Regions from separate parts of the Xenopus laevis genome. Here region 1 is linked to region 2. The links are chromatin contacts, called in public Hi-C maps. All regions are on one chromosome and are shown on one strand. Each heading gives the region's core, a stretch centred on a gene start, on an enhancer-like site or on the middle of the called end of the contact. The rest is flanking DNA. Distances are from core to core; before and after follow the strand shown.

Region 1 (7,223 bases), core at 1,800-4,299, 38 kb after region 2:
CCAGTATGAAACACCGTTATCTATGCCCAACAAAGCCAGGCCCATAAACAGTGTTCGCTCATGAATTGTCATGAAGGAGCTATCGGAGACAATTATTTATTGCTAGAAAATCTACTATTCTTGGAGGCCTAAATGTGGCCATAGACGTAACAATTACAATCATTGATGCAACCACTGGTCGTAAGAAAGAACGTTCGTTTTCAATACAGACATTTAGAGCGGAATCCTCAGTTATACAGATAGAAGCAATAGAATTCTACCTATTTCTGATGATTCAGCTGTAAACCCTGGCCGATGTTTGGGCGCTATTCCGACTTGGCAGATACTTGATATCCAAGTCTCTTGCCAATATCGGTCGGCCAGTCTTCCGCCATACATTTTCAAGTTGTTCTTCGGCCTATGTAGCACCTGGCAACATTGGATGCAGCAAAAAAAGAAGCCAGTTCCTACAGGCAGCCATTATGTTCAGTTGCCAGGAATGGAAAATCTGGTAGAAGACATGCACCATATTTACATCAAACGCTTGCATGGAAGAATAAAGGGTAGACGGATATAAAAACAAGAAATCAAAAGAACAGGCTCAAAAATAGCTATATGTTGCAAATACTCATTTACCAGGTCTCTGTGCAAGCCTTTTGGCCCATATGGACACCATACTAATGAATAATCAGTGACTGATTCTGTGGCTACGTAACCAATGGAAAATGGCACCAGTTAAGTTTCTATTGCAGCCATGATGAAACATGTAAAAAAGAAACCCCCAATAAGTAGGCCCAAGAACCTAACTACCATGCCCACTATCAGTACGTAGTAAGCTCTCTGTCTCAACTCCCCAGTGTGCTCCGTCTACCTTCCTCAAGCACCAGAGCAGACACATTCTCTGCATTCTGCACCGAAACTGTTGGGGGATGGGAATAAATTGGGTCAAAAAACACAAACCTCCTTTCATCTTTTACCCAACGGTTACACTTCCCAGCCAGGGAATATTTGCTTTGGACTAAATGTTATGTACATGGAATGCATAATGCAGTCCAGGGAAAGTTGCCTAGAGACTGGCAACCATTTAACAGCATGTTATATAAACTGCCATTTTGTGAATGCACTACCTTGGCTGTCAGAGAGCTGCATGACTTTGTGTGTCAGGCCCAAGAGGTTAAAAACCAGCCATTTAATTTTTAACCAGCATTCTGTGTGAAAACGGATGGGTAATAATAATCTCAACATAAAAAGACTGCTTTATTTTAAATGCATTTCTTGGTGCAATATGGTAGAACCTGGGCTTGCCAAGAAAAAACCCAAAACATAATAATTCAAGGAAAAAAGGACAAATAAAATATAAATTAAAGGTGACAAACTACAACAGGTAAAAAATGTGCAAACAAGGAATATACAATAGGAATTTGCCTCCCGTGAAAATACACAAGGCCTAGAGTGTTGGGGGAAGGGAGTGAATTCTCATAGCTATGACTTGCCTGTACTTATGTTTTCCTTTAAAATGTCAAATATATCTTATAATGTACAACCTGTTTCCTACAAATTAAAAAAAAAGTAGGGGATGAGGATCCCCAGCATGCACTTATATAGATTGCAAACTAAGTACAAAAACAGCTGATTAAAGTCTCCACGAAAGTAACACAAATACACAATTCTCTCTGGCAGATACCACATCCTTTTGTTTAGTGGGCTGGAAAAAAATGATTTACAAAAGGATTTGTTGTGTCATTTCAGAGTCCCGACTGAACAAAATTATATTTATAAAAAAAAAAAAAGAAATGAAATCAGCACTTAAATATAGAAAAAAAAAAATGTTTTCTGGCATGTGATCAGCAGGAAGTAACAGCAGACCCTGAAAGACGGATTAATCACAAAAAAACCTCATACACACCAAAAATAAAAGAAAAAAACAGCAACTTAGATAGTTACTTCTTTACTATGAAGCTAAACACAAAAAATCTGACAAATATTCCTGCCAGCTCTGTAAATGTAATTTTCAGTTTAAAGAAAAATTCCAGAGACGTTGCAGCAGTCATTACATAGTTACTTAACCCTTGTTCACATTAGTGAAGGCCCATATGCTTCGTCTCTATCAGGCCTTTCCAGTAATTTACAGCTAAAAAGATAAAAATAGCCATGCTGCCTAGGAAATATTCTCCCCTGTTTATAATCTACATCCAGGAAAGTACAAAAGCCCCCCCTGAAAAAATGTAACTGACTATTTTGTACTAAAACAAAATGACAGGCAAGCAGCTATAGCCAAAATACACTCAGACAAAAAAAATACAAAAAAAGTGTTCAGTACTTACTGTGTTAAATCCATATTAGTTTGTTGCTGTGAGGTATGCTACATCCAGATTTAAAATGGTATAAGAATAAAAAAAAAGTATTCCAGGGAAGGTGCAGGAATATAATAAACAAGTCCTCAATGTATAAAAATGTTAAAAAACAAAAAATACCTTGGGGCAAATCAATCCAGGATGCAGGCTAGGCCCCAAATCTAACCCAGGCATTAGTAAGAAGGGTTTCCTGCCATACAGTATAAAGTGTTTTTTGTTTTAATTTTTCCTTGAAGGCCTTGACTTTTCTTCTAGTGAGAGAGAAGATAAACTTGCCTGATGCTTAAGTTGCCAGCCTCCTGCGTTTGGCTTCCTTGGGGGCTGCTTAATGTTTGTGCTTTGCCAGACTCCATGTTCTCCCCAGCAGCATGTGACAATAATGAAGGGAGAGTGCTCTTCCTTGGCTTGGCTTTTGTGAAAGACTAGGGTAAAAAAACACCACCTTTTTCACTGGGAGAAAAGATTAAAAAAAAATTAAAAAAAAAAGTTATGCCCAAGTTCCTTTAGCACAAGTTAAGCTCTAGCCAGAGTAAGCAGTTTGGCTCATGGCATCCAGACCATGTGACCCAAAGAAAGCACATTTACACTGTAGATATAAAGTGAGTTTTGCACGACAAGTCGCCGAGATGTGACCTGCAAAAGCCCAGTTTGTACATCCATGAGATGGGTAGACAATTTTCAAAAAACAAAAAGCAAGGCTTACCTCTGTGGATGCATTGTAACACAGTGTTATGTCAATACTTATAAAACATGGAGGACAGAGTCTCTGTACTCAGACAGAAAAGGGTTTGGCACTTCAGCTTGATGATCTGTCTCCTTCATAGAAGCCGGGGCAGGATTGGGTGCTTACACAAATCCTAATGTCACGCTTCAGGCCATTGGCTGAAACACTTCCTGAGTGATTATCTTTGTGCAGCTCTGGAAAGCAAAAGGCATCCTGTGCAAGGGAAAAAAAAAGACAGGCTAAGTTAGGCCTTTTTTTTTTTCAACAGCAAAAGACATGTGTTTTAAAAGATCTCCCGAATACGTTACATTTTACAGAAATAAACCCAGGGGTTTTATTCTCATCTACTTGAGGTTTGGAACAAGGAGGACGAATTAAAATAAAAAGCACTGCTATTGAGCCTGCTAAAATAAAAAGACATGATCTGTACATGATTTTTATGATTTTTATGATCATATTATTACATTTAAAAAAAAACCCAAAGGCATGCAGATTCGCAGGAATAATGTTGTGTGATAAGGAGAATGTCAGTAGCAATGTTGTATGGAGGCCAAAAGCACAAAACCCCTGACCACAAACCTTCAGGACACTTTGCTGGCAGCGGCACTGGACTCCTCTTGCACCTTGGGTAAAGAAAGCAGCAGAAGGGTAAATAAAAATCAGTTCACAAAAGGCACAGCAATCTCATGACTAAAGCTCAGAGTGTCAGTTTCATTCAGCAAAGCAAACCTTTTTTTTTTTTTATAATGCCCCATCCTCCCAAGGCCTCCGATTCAAACTGTCTTTAAAGCAACAGACAGAAGGGGGGGGGGGACAAAAGGGGGGAAAAGGCTTCCGCTGTAGCTGAGTGTGAACTGCAGATTTTTAACTCTGCAAGGTCTGTTTTTCATATGAGAGGGGTCCAGGTATCTGTGCAAACGAAGAGACAAAGCCTATTTGTATGTAAATGAATCTCTTTTGCACTTTAATTAACGCTGGGTCACAGCCACCCTCTTTAACAAACAAAGAGAGAAACTGCAAGATAAAACAGCTGAATTTTTATAGCCCTACTTAATCTCTAGGCAAGGTATGTTGTACTCATGTCAGGTAAGTAGCCTCCTATAGGCTTATACCTTGTTACACAGCTACACATCAACACAGGGCATTCCTGGTTTATCATTAAAGAATAATTTGAATATCATTGATTCACCTTTCCAGACTTATAGTATTTCCCACAGTTCAACAAAAGCAACAGCCGGCTATAAATTTATACAGAGATGCCCCTCCTATTGTGAAAATGCCTGTAGGGAGACCTAATGGAGGCTATAAAAGGGCCAACCAGGTAGAATTAAACACAATTGCCAGATGGATGGACTCCCTTCCTACTGTTCCAGTCCTTCGTTGCAAAGACCGGACTTTTTTAAAAAAAATATTATTGGTATGTGTATTGCCGGATATACAGTATACTGGCCCTTTGACCAAAGACTGGACAAGCAGGTTATTGACAAATTTGGCTACAAAGATTGGCCAATACAGGGCTGATCCAATCATTCCTGGGGTTGTCATTAATCTATTTAGATGATGATGGCTTTCAAACCCACAAAAGCAGATTTCAGCCCTAAATGATCTGCCCTCATACCTCTATCACCATAATGGTGGCCCGGACTGGCAATCTGTGGGTTCTGGCAAATGCTAGAGGGGCTGCTATAAGATGCCATAAAAGTCAGTATTTTGTGGGCTGGTGGGGGATGTTTGGACCTCTGTGTGGGCTGATTGGGCCTCTGTTTACATGAAATGCCAGGGCCTATTTTAATTCTCAGTCCAGACCTGCAATGTGTGGTCACCCCGACTTCATCCCATAGAGATATCTGGATGAAATCAGTAGGTTTAAAAACCTTATCAGAGAAAGGACTGTGTGGCCTTCATTATGATGCTATTGTTGGCCCAATGGCTAAATGATAGGATCAACCCAATGTGGTGCAGTATATAGGTGGCCATATGAGCACATAACCAGTTGTATGGACACATTTTACTAGGGTTTTTACCCCTTTCTGTGGTAGCAATGGTCTCTTTGATCTATGCTAGCCAATGCCATGCAAACAAATACGGAATAAGGATCAAACCAGGAACATAGAATCTACATCTTTATGCAGGTTTCAGAATTGCCCCTTCATTAAGGCTCTTGTGCTCACCACTAATTGCTAAAACGGGAGCCTACATTTGTGGATGTAATGCAAGACTCAGATTCTGCAGTCGGTGGTGCTTAAGGGGTTAAGTTTCTACCCTACATTGACACGTGAACTTGCGTGTTGTTTGCAAAGGTCTTGAAGTAGGAATTAAAACTCCTAAACTACAACTCCCAGCATCTCCAGAGTGCAGGTTTGCCGGTTTTTATTAACATGTATTTATAATGCACCAACATATTCCACAGCACTGTACAAGAAAGAACAATCCTGTTTAAAGGGTCGGCATTTAGTGCCCTGCGTATGCAATAACAGTAATCAGACCATCAGGTCTACGGCACAACCTGGAATTTAGTACTATACTGCCCCCCACTGCTGACAGAGAGAATAGAGTAAAAAGACCAGCACTTGTATTTTCTCACCTGTATATGTGATAGTGCTGCTATTAACACACAATTCGCAATGAGAGCAGTGGATTTTTTTAATTGCATTTACAGTGTATTAAAGGGATCAAGGTGACTCAACCTAAACAACACGGTAATCTGTCTCTGGATTCTGACCCTTAAGAACCACCATGTTTTCACTAACATTTGTCTTACCCGTTAATTGCATAATACATGCCATGGCAATTATGAATATGCACCATTCTGCAATAAGCAAAAGTTGTAAAGAGATAACAGGCTCAGTCACTTTACTGCAGCCCCTCTTTTTATGCTCTGGCATTACATTCAGCCAAGGTAGAGTCCTGCAGCAGGTCGGGTAAAAAAGTAACCTGTGGGTTGCGGGCAGAACTTTCGGGTGCGGGTATAGATGTGGGTTGGAGGTTCTGTGGGTTGGGTTGCGGGTCTTCGCAATAGCGAGTTTTACTCCTTTACGTATGTTTCAATTTTTTTCTGATCACGCCTACTGCTAATGATGTCACTTCCGGTTTACAATGGGAGCACTTCCTGTTTCTTGATGGTTGCGGATAAGGCATTTGCAGGTCGGGTAGAGAGAGTCTAAGCGGGTAAGAATGCAGGTTCGGGTTTCAAACACTGGTTCCTCGCAGGACTTTAAGCCAGGGTGCCTCAAGCCCTTCTCCTTCAGTTGTCCCTTCTCCTAGGGTTGCCACGTTTTCTGGAAAAAAATACCGGCCTTCTTATATATTTATCTTTTTTCCCTATTAATAACATTGGGATCAATCATCATTTTTACAGGCCAGGTGGCAACTCTTCCTCCCCACCATGCCTGGACTGGAAGTCTGTGGATTCCAGCAAATGCCAGATGGGGCTGCTATAAGATGCCATAAAAAGTCATTATTTAGTGGGCTGGTGGGGGGCTGTCGGTGTAGCTGAAATGCCAGGACCTATATACTGAATTCCAAACCTGCTTCCAACTACCCACCAGCTCTTCCACACAGCAGAAAGGTGGTTAGTAATTGAGGTGGGAAGATAGAGATAAGCTGATGTAAATAAAAGGACTGAACGGTGGTGGAACTAAACACCCATGGGGCCAGGTCCAGTTTGCAACCGGACTCCCTTCTAAATCTCAACACCTGCCATCCCCTTACTGATACTGCACTCCAGTGCCACCTAGGGTTGTCACCTGGCCGGTATTTTACCGGCCTGGCCGGTAAAAATGATGGTTGATTCCAATGTTATTAATACGGAAAAAAGATAAATATATAGGAAGGCCGGTATTTTTTTCTGGAAAAGGTGGCAACCCTAGTCCCACCACTGGGCCTCATGATGGGGCGGGACTTAGGGCAGTCACACCCCCTGTTCCCATGGTAGTTACACCACTGGAAAAGAAGGCCAAAGATGACGATCATGGAATTCAATAGTAAAAGTATGTAGGGAAAGCTGCTTCCATATATAAAGTCACATGCCCCCAGCCCAAGACAGGTACCGCCACTCATTTTGTTTTCATTCCATGTAAATCTTGCCCATGCCCACTTATACCCCCAGCTCTGCCCGATTCTACCTGTATCTGAGGTCGTTTTAGTCGCACTTTAGGCCTTTTCAG
Region 2 (6,986 bases), core at 1,743-4,242:
TTGCCTGGTCATGTGATTTCAGATAGAGCCAGCACTTTAGGATGGAAATGCTTTCTGGCAGGCTGTTGTTTCTCCTACTCAATGTAACGGAATGTGTCGCAGTGGGACCTGGATTTTACTATTGAGTGTTGTTCTTAGATCTACCAGGCAGCTGTTATCTTGTGTTAGGGAGCTGCTATCTGGTTACCTTCCAAGTATTCTGTTAGGGTCAGGGCAAACGCTCAGAATCGGGAAGATTAGTCGCCTGGCGACAAATCTCCTCTTCTTCGGGGCGACTAATCTCACGAGCTGCATCCTGCCGGCTAGAATGGCTAGACGTCGCCTCACGAGGAAACTTTGGGCGACATTGGAAAATGAATCGCTTCAATTTACATTTTAGCCGGCGGAAGGCAGTTCGGGGAGATTAGTCGCCCCTGAAGAAGAGGAGATTTGTCGCTGGGCGACTAATCTCCCCGTGTGTCCTGACCCTAACAGGGAACAGAACACAGTGACTATTTAAACCAGCCAAACCTACCTCCCCCACGAATCATTTGCATAATTAATCCAAATTAGTGAAGGTGCTCCCCATGGGTGGCGGAGGTGGAGAAATATTAGAGAAAAGTCCTTGTGATGAACAGAGTAGCCCCAAGTTAGTAGAATATTATCTAGTTGATAACTGATATGAGTCACAGAGCTCTCTTCATCAGCTGCAAGTGGCGATTCTCACAGTTAACAGCACTTTGACGAAGTATCTGGGTCTACACCCTGCACCTTTGACATAAAAAATTAAGATAATACCTGGTGAGCTTCTTGCAGGGACTTAATCCCGGCAACATACAGAGGTGTAACTATAGAGAACATAATCCCTCCAGTTGCTGGGAGTTACTGTAGCACCGATAAGCAGTTTTAATATATGTTTTTGAACCTCCACTTCCATTTCAGCCATATCATGAATAAGTACAAAATACTCACCACCGTTGTAAATAATGCAGTTGTGTAAAATCCATTTGGCTTCAGCCAGAAAAGCTTCCGTGCAACCGTACATTTTCTTCTTTACATTCTGTGTATGAGAAATAATAAAATGTATCAGCAGCATAGTAACCCATAACCGCGTCTTTGTACAGACATGGGATCTGTTATCCAGAATGCTGGGGACCTGGGGTTTTCTGGATACGGATCTTTCTGTAATTTGCATCTTCATACCTTAAGTCCACTAGAAAATCATGTAAACATTAAATAAACCCAATAGGCTGGTTTTGCTTCCAATAAGGATTAATTATATCTTAGTTGGGATCAAGTTACTGTTTTATTATTACAGAGGAAAAATGAATCATTTTTAAAAATCTGGATTATTTGGATAAAACTGAATCTACGGGAGAGGGCCATTCTATAATTCTGGATAACGGGTTTCCGGAAAACGGATCCCATACCCGTAGTTTCATTATTCATTGCTTTAGGCTGGTGGGTAAGCTTCAGTATTACTTCCCGTAGCCCTTCTACTGTGTTATAATCACCTTAGAGGTCATCGTACTGTAGCAAGGCTTAGACATGGTTTCACGTCATAAGTAGCAGGACCTTTAGAGCAAGGTCAGTAATAGAATACTTTAAATACAATATTAGCAAGAACAGCCCGTTAATTAAGGGTATATTGGCCTTTAATATACTTTTGCTACAAAATGATAATTTGCTACAAAATAGAGTTGACTAATTTTAAAATATTGAATTACCGACATGTGCTATACTGAAACAGAATAATGCATGCAATGGGTAATTTACCTTTTCTAAGGTACTAAGATCCATAGGATAAAATATATATTCTGCATAATCAGGGTGTTGCTCCAAAGATACCGGCTTCTGGAATGGCTCTGTCTGTAGAATATAAGGAAACAGATGTTACTAATGGCTCCAGCAGCAAATGCTGTGTTTACTTGTCCATTCCAAGGGCCCTTTGTAAAACTGACAAGACGAGTGGAGATGAGGCCGATCATGACCATTCTCCACCAGCTGAATAATGCCAGTGAAGAATATACCATGTGGGCCATAGGCTTAAAGGAGAACTAAAACCTAAAAATGTATATGGCTATAAATGCCATATTTTATATACTGAACTTATTGCACCAGTCTAAAGTTTGAGCTTGTCAATAGCAGCAATGATCCAGGACTTTAAACTTGTCACAGGGGGTCACCATCTTGGAAAGTGTCTGTGACACTCACATGCTCAGTGGGCTCTGATTGGCTGTTGAGAAGCTAAGCTTAGGGCTCGTCACTAATTATCCAGCAGAAAATGAGCTTCCCTGGCTGTAATATAAGCTGATGCTACAGGTTTGCTGATTATTCAATTCTGATGCTAATTGCACTGGTTTCTGTGCTGCCATGTAGTAATTATCTGTATTAATTACTAATCAGCCTTATATGGTGACATTTCTATTCTATGTGTACTGTATATTGTGAGTGGGCCCCTAAGCTCAGTAAGTGACAGCAGCACAGAGCATGTGCAGTGAGAAAAGAAGATGGGGAGCTACTGGGGCATCTTTGGAGACACAGATCTTTACTGCTAAAAGGCTGTGGTTGCCTTGGGCTGGTACAGAAGCCCAAAACATTATGTACAACATTTCTAGCTACTTCTTTAGTTCTCCTTTAAGGGACAAATTTCACAGTCTACTAAGTGAAAAGCCATATGTCCGTTTAGTCTCCTGGAATCCACCACAAATCTGCACCCACAATGCAATGCAGAAAATTTTTTGGTCCCCATCACCAATAGAACATTGTTACATAGTGCTCACCTTATCCAACACAAACTGATTGCACCATTTATCAAATGGATCAGTTAGCCCTATCGCACAAACGGTGTTTTGATCACCATATTTAAATTTTCATTGGCCAATAGGCCGCAGGATCATTACTTCTCTGTCTTGTTCTCTCCATGTTGAACTAATTCCGATGCTGGTGCACTAATGCCCTGTGTGCCACATGCTTATTTGTTCAGGCAAACCACATACTGTCCGCATACAAAGAAGGCCACCGTGACAAGACAAAGGCATGCTCATTACCCAGACCTACCCCAGGCTGCTTCATCTTCTGTAGTGCAAATTTAAGCAGATAAGACAGCTGTTCAATGGTCAGCATTGTCATTGCTTTGCTCTGTGTCTCTATGCATTCTGCAACTGTGATTTTCTAAGGAGACAAAAGAAAGGAAAAATACATGTTTAAATAAACACAGATGTCTGGGTGGGGGCAGAGAACTGCCAAAGCATCTTTGTGACACATTAACTAAAGCTGGCCATAGATGTTGAGATTTTTATAAGATCAGATCCTGATCTTCTCAGAACGATCGTACGAATTTACCATCAACTAAAAAGACCAATTTGGCAGGAAAACAAAGGGGAGCTGCCTGCTTGGCCCTGCAAACATAGATAGATTGCACTGGGACCGACAAAGATTTTTTAACCTGGCCGATCAATTTCCTCACAGATGTCGGCCGAAAAATCGTAAGATGTTCGATCGTTCGAATCCCACTAACCGCACAATAATTTCGAAGGATTGCTCGGGCTTCCCTAAAATCGGTCGTTCGGCAAGAAGAATCGTTGCGTCTATGGGGAGCTTTACATTGGGCCAGTAACCTATATTAAGGGCTTTAGCACACGGGCAGATTCGGCGGCGACTAATCGACTCTTCTTTGGTGCGACAATCTCCCCTGTCACGGACCTTCCCTCCCAGGTAATGTTACCAGCCCAATCCAACCTCTCCAGTGATGTTGCTGCTTAAGAGTAAAGGTGGCCATAGATGCACAGATAATATAGTACAAAACGAATTTTCGTACAATAATCGGTGCGTGTAAGGTGGGAAAAGAGTCGCCCGATATCTGCTGAAGACTTGGATATCAGTCAGCTCGTCGACCGGGTGGACAGAAGATTTTGAAAGGTGCCTTTGAAGGCACCCAAACATCGGCCATTGTTAGTGCTGAATCATCAGATACAGGTAGAATTCTATTGTTTCTATATGTTTATCTGACCATTCAGCTCTACACGTGTGTATTGAAACAAACGACCTTGGAAAGATATTTTTCAAGAAAGATCGTAATTGTTACGTCTATGGCCACCATAATTCCTTTACATTACAAACAAAATCGAACAAAATAACTGCCTTTTCCTGCATGTAGAGAGGCAGGATTTCTGATGATTTTAATAGAGTGAGCTCTAATACATCTTCTAGGCAAAAGTAGCCCTCCTATAAGATATATTGGATCAAAGGGCAAGGCCTGACGTGGCATTTTTACATTGCGTTTTTATAAAAGAACAGCCAGGCGTAAATACGCCACTGAAACCTCATGCGACCGTCAACATGCGTTTTTCATCACGTAGGATTCTTTTCCCAACATGCACTTCTCATTGTTCTCATTGAATTTAATATTTAAAATATGCTGCGTATTTACGTAAGTGTGGTTTCAAACATGCAGATCCCATAGAGTCTATTGATTTGTTAGTTTCTTGATGTATTGGCATTTCTGCTAACAAACGCCAATACTGGCGTCCTGTGGCGGATTACAGCTTGCAAGCGCCCTGTGTGAAGTGCGTTTTCCATTAGTTTCAGTGGTAGTGTAGTTTATGCGTATTTACGTTGGCTGTTCTTTTTTAAAAATGTCGCAAAAACGCCACATCTGGCCTTGCCCTAACTGTCAATGAATATGTGACACCCAACTGCTGTATGAAGACAGAATGAAGAGAAACAGATGCTGAGAGAGAGGAATAGTGAACGTAAACTTGATTATTTCAGAAACAATGCAGAATATTTAATTGATTGTATTTAGAAAGTTTCTTATTTCAGTGTGCTGAAGCTTATATTGCACTTTCGCGATAGTTCCCCTTTAAGTATTATTAAAACTAAAAGACTTGTAGCTCACAAGCTCAGTATTCCTCCTTCTTCACTCTGCTGCGCAGAAGAACGAAAAGCTGAACTTTTAACTAGAAAGTCGATATTTCGTTCAACTGCGCATGCGTTTGTCCCAGGTAGGGTTGCCACCCGGCCGGTATTTTTTTGTGTTATGGACCGCCTCCTTTTTGTACCCGCCCCCACCGGCCGGTTATTTTTTTTCAGTAAAGGTGGCAACCCTAGTCCCAGGAAATATAAAGAAAGAAGAAGATGGAAGAGGAACGATCCATGGTGCTCACTGGTATAACCCCGGGCCGGTGCAGTTTTCTGCTGATAGGAGCACCGACCCGGGGTTTCAGGTAAGTCAATACCATCACTTGGGAGTGCCTAACATATGGCACCCCCAAGTGCACCAAGCCTTTCCTTCTCCTTTAATAATCATGTTACATCTCATTCAGCCCCCCAAAATTAGTGTGGCTGGAACATGACGACTGGCTTCCTGAATTAAAGCCCCTTACCTCACACTCAGGGCAAAACCAATCGCCCTCAGGTTCAGCTGTCAGTTTCAGACACTTAGCATGGTAAACTCTTGGGCAGAGCTCACAGCACAGAACTTGACCTTCCCGATGACAAACCCAGCAGTAGAAATCGTTTCGGCCATCCTGCGGTACAACATCAACAGGGTCTGTGGTGAGTGGCTGCTTCATATAGTAAAACGGACCATGCCTTAGCTCTGACTGGAATGTAGGCAAGAGAGACAGATTGGGGGGGTTTTAAAAACAGATGCGCCATAACAACAAACAACAAAACAAGCAGAGAGCAAAGCAACAAACAAATAAAACAGGAATAAAATAATAATACAGATGACAGCAAAGCATGAACCCCCGTGCCATTGGTTGAAATACAGGGATTTCCCGTTAGCACCCTATCAATTAAAAATTCTGCATTGTTTCTGAAATAATCAAGTTTAGCTTCGCTATCCCTCTCTCTGCATCTGTTTCTCTTCATTCTGTCTTCATTCAGGAGTCAGGTGTCAGATGAACGATCCGATATATCTTATAGGAGGGCTCCTTTTGCCTACAAGATGTATTAGAGCTCACTCTATTAAAATCACCATTGTGTCTCTCTACATGCAGAATTTGAGCAAAAGGCAGTTATTTTGTTTGTACTGGAATAAGTTATTTGCATGAGCTCTAATACATCTTCAGGGAGCCCCCCTATAAGATATATTGGATCATTCATCTGACACCCAACTGCCGCATGAAGACAAAATGAAGAGAAACAGAGCAGAATATTTAAAAGATTGTATTTAGAAAGTTTCTTATTTCAGTATGAGGAAGCTTATATTACATTTTCACGACAGTTCCCCTTTAAAGGAAAACTAGACTTTTATATAAAATGTAGCACCTTGTAGACAGGAGTCATCTAAGCAGGTAAAGCTCAGATAAACATGGCCTAAAATTACTGATGCTACCAACAAGGAAGCAATGAGGAAACATTAGTGGGCAGATTTATCAAAGGTCGAATTTACTCTAAATAAATTTGAATGTACTCGCAACTCGAATGGGAGGTTATTTATGAAAAACTACGAATCCCTAAAATTCGATGGAATGGGAATGATCCCAAAAAAAAAAAAACGAGTCGAATTTTCCTCCGAAAAAAAACCTCGAATGTCAGGAAGGATATTAACATATTCAAATGGATCAATGGACCTCTGCCATTGACTTGTAAATGAATTCGGCAGGTTTTAGGTGGGGAATATTCGAATTAGAATGGTTTCCATGGACGAGGTGTTAATATCTCACATTCAGTTTGGGGAATTAAAATTCGAATGCGTGAATTTTGACACCAAAAAAAAAATTCTTATTTACCATTCCACCCTTAATGAATCTGCCCCTAAGTGATATTATTATGACTTATTATTCTGCTCCGGGCCTCTCATATACGTCTTCGAGTCAGTCTTGCATACTTCTACTACTTGGTTGCTAGGGTGTGTGGGACTCTAGCAACAGTTTAAACTTCAACTATAAAGCTGCATTAACGAAAGGTAACTTGAAAGTTTTCCTGATACATTTCATCTAGTCCCCTAAAGAAAGTGAAATTGGGGAAATACAAAATAATTGGAAGCAGGTTATTGC

The links. Hi-C and Micro-C count contacts between places; a contact is called where the count stands out from the background.
Region 1: a contact with region 2 is called in a Hi-C map of the XL177 cell line, with 2.5 times the contacts expected there. The contact joins the promoter of zmynd8.S here to the enhancer-like site in region 2. A contact is called at or near these places in 2 of 4 Hi-C or Micro-C datasets (the XL177 cell line and animal cap).

The regions. Positions count from the first base shown.
Region 1 is chr9_10S:8,547,779-8,555,001 of Xenopus_laevis_v10.1, forward strand. It overlaps zmynd8.S (zinc finger, MYND-type containing 8 S homeolog), which reads right to left and starts at 3,050. Exons shown (of 21, transcript NM_001177440.1): 1 at 3,037-3,050. The coding sequence starts at 3,050.
Region 2 is chr9_10S:8,509,914-8,516,899 of Xenopus_laevis_v10.1, forward strand. zmynd8.S (zinc finger, MYND-type containing 8 S homeolog) reads right to left here. Exons shown (of 21, transcript NM_001177440.1): 5 at 5,367-5,585; 6 at 3,040-3,153; 7 at 1,756-1,848; 8 at 952-1,039. Among protein-coding and RNA genes, the nearest start is that of zmynd8.S, 37 kb to the right of the region's middle. Within about 2 kb of position 2,993, at least 4 of the 7 cell types and tissues checked have an H3K27ac peak or open chromatin away from gene starts, as enhancers often do. A contact at or near this core is called in animal cap, where this site is marked.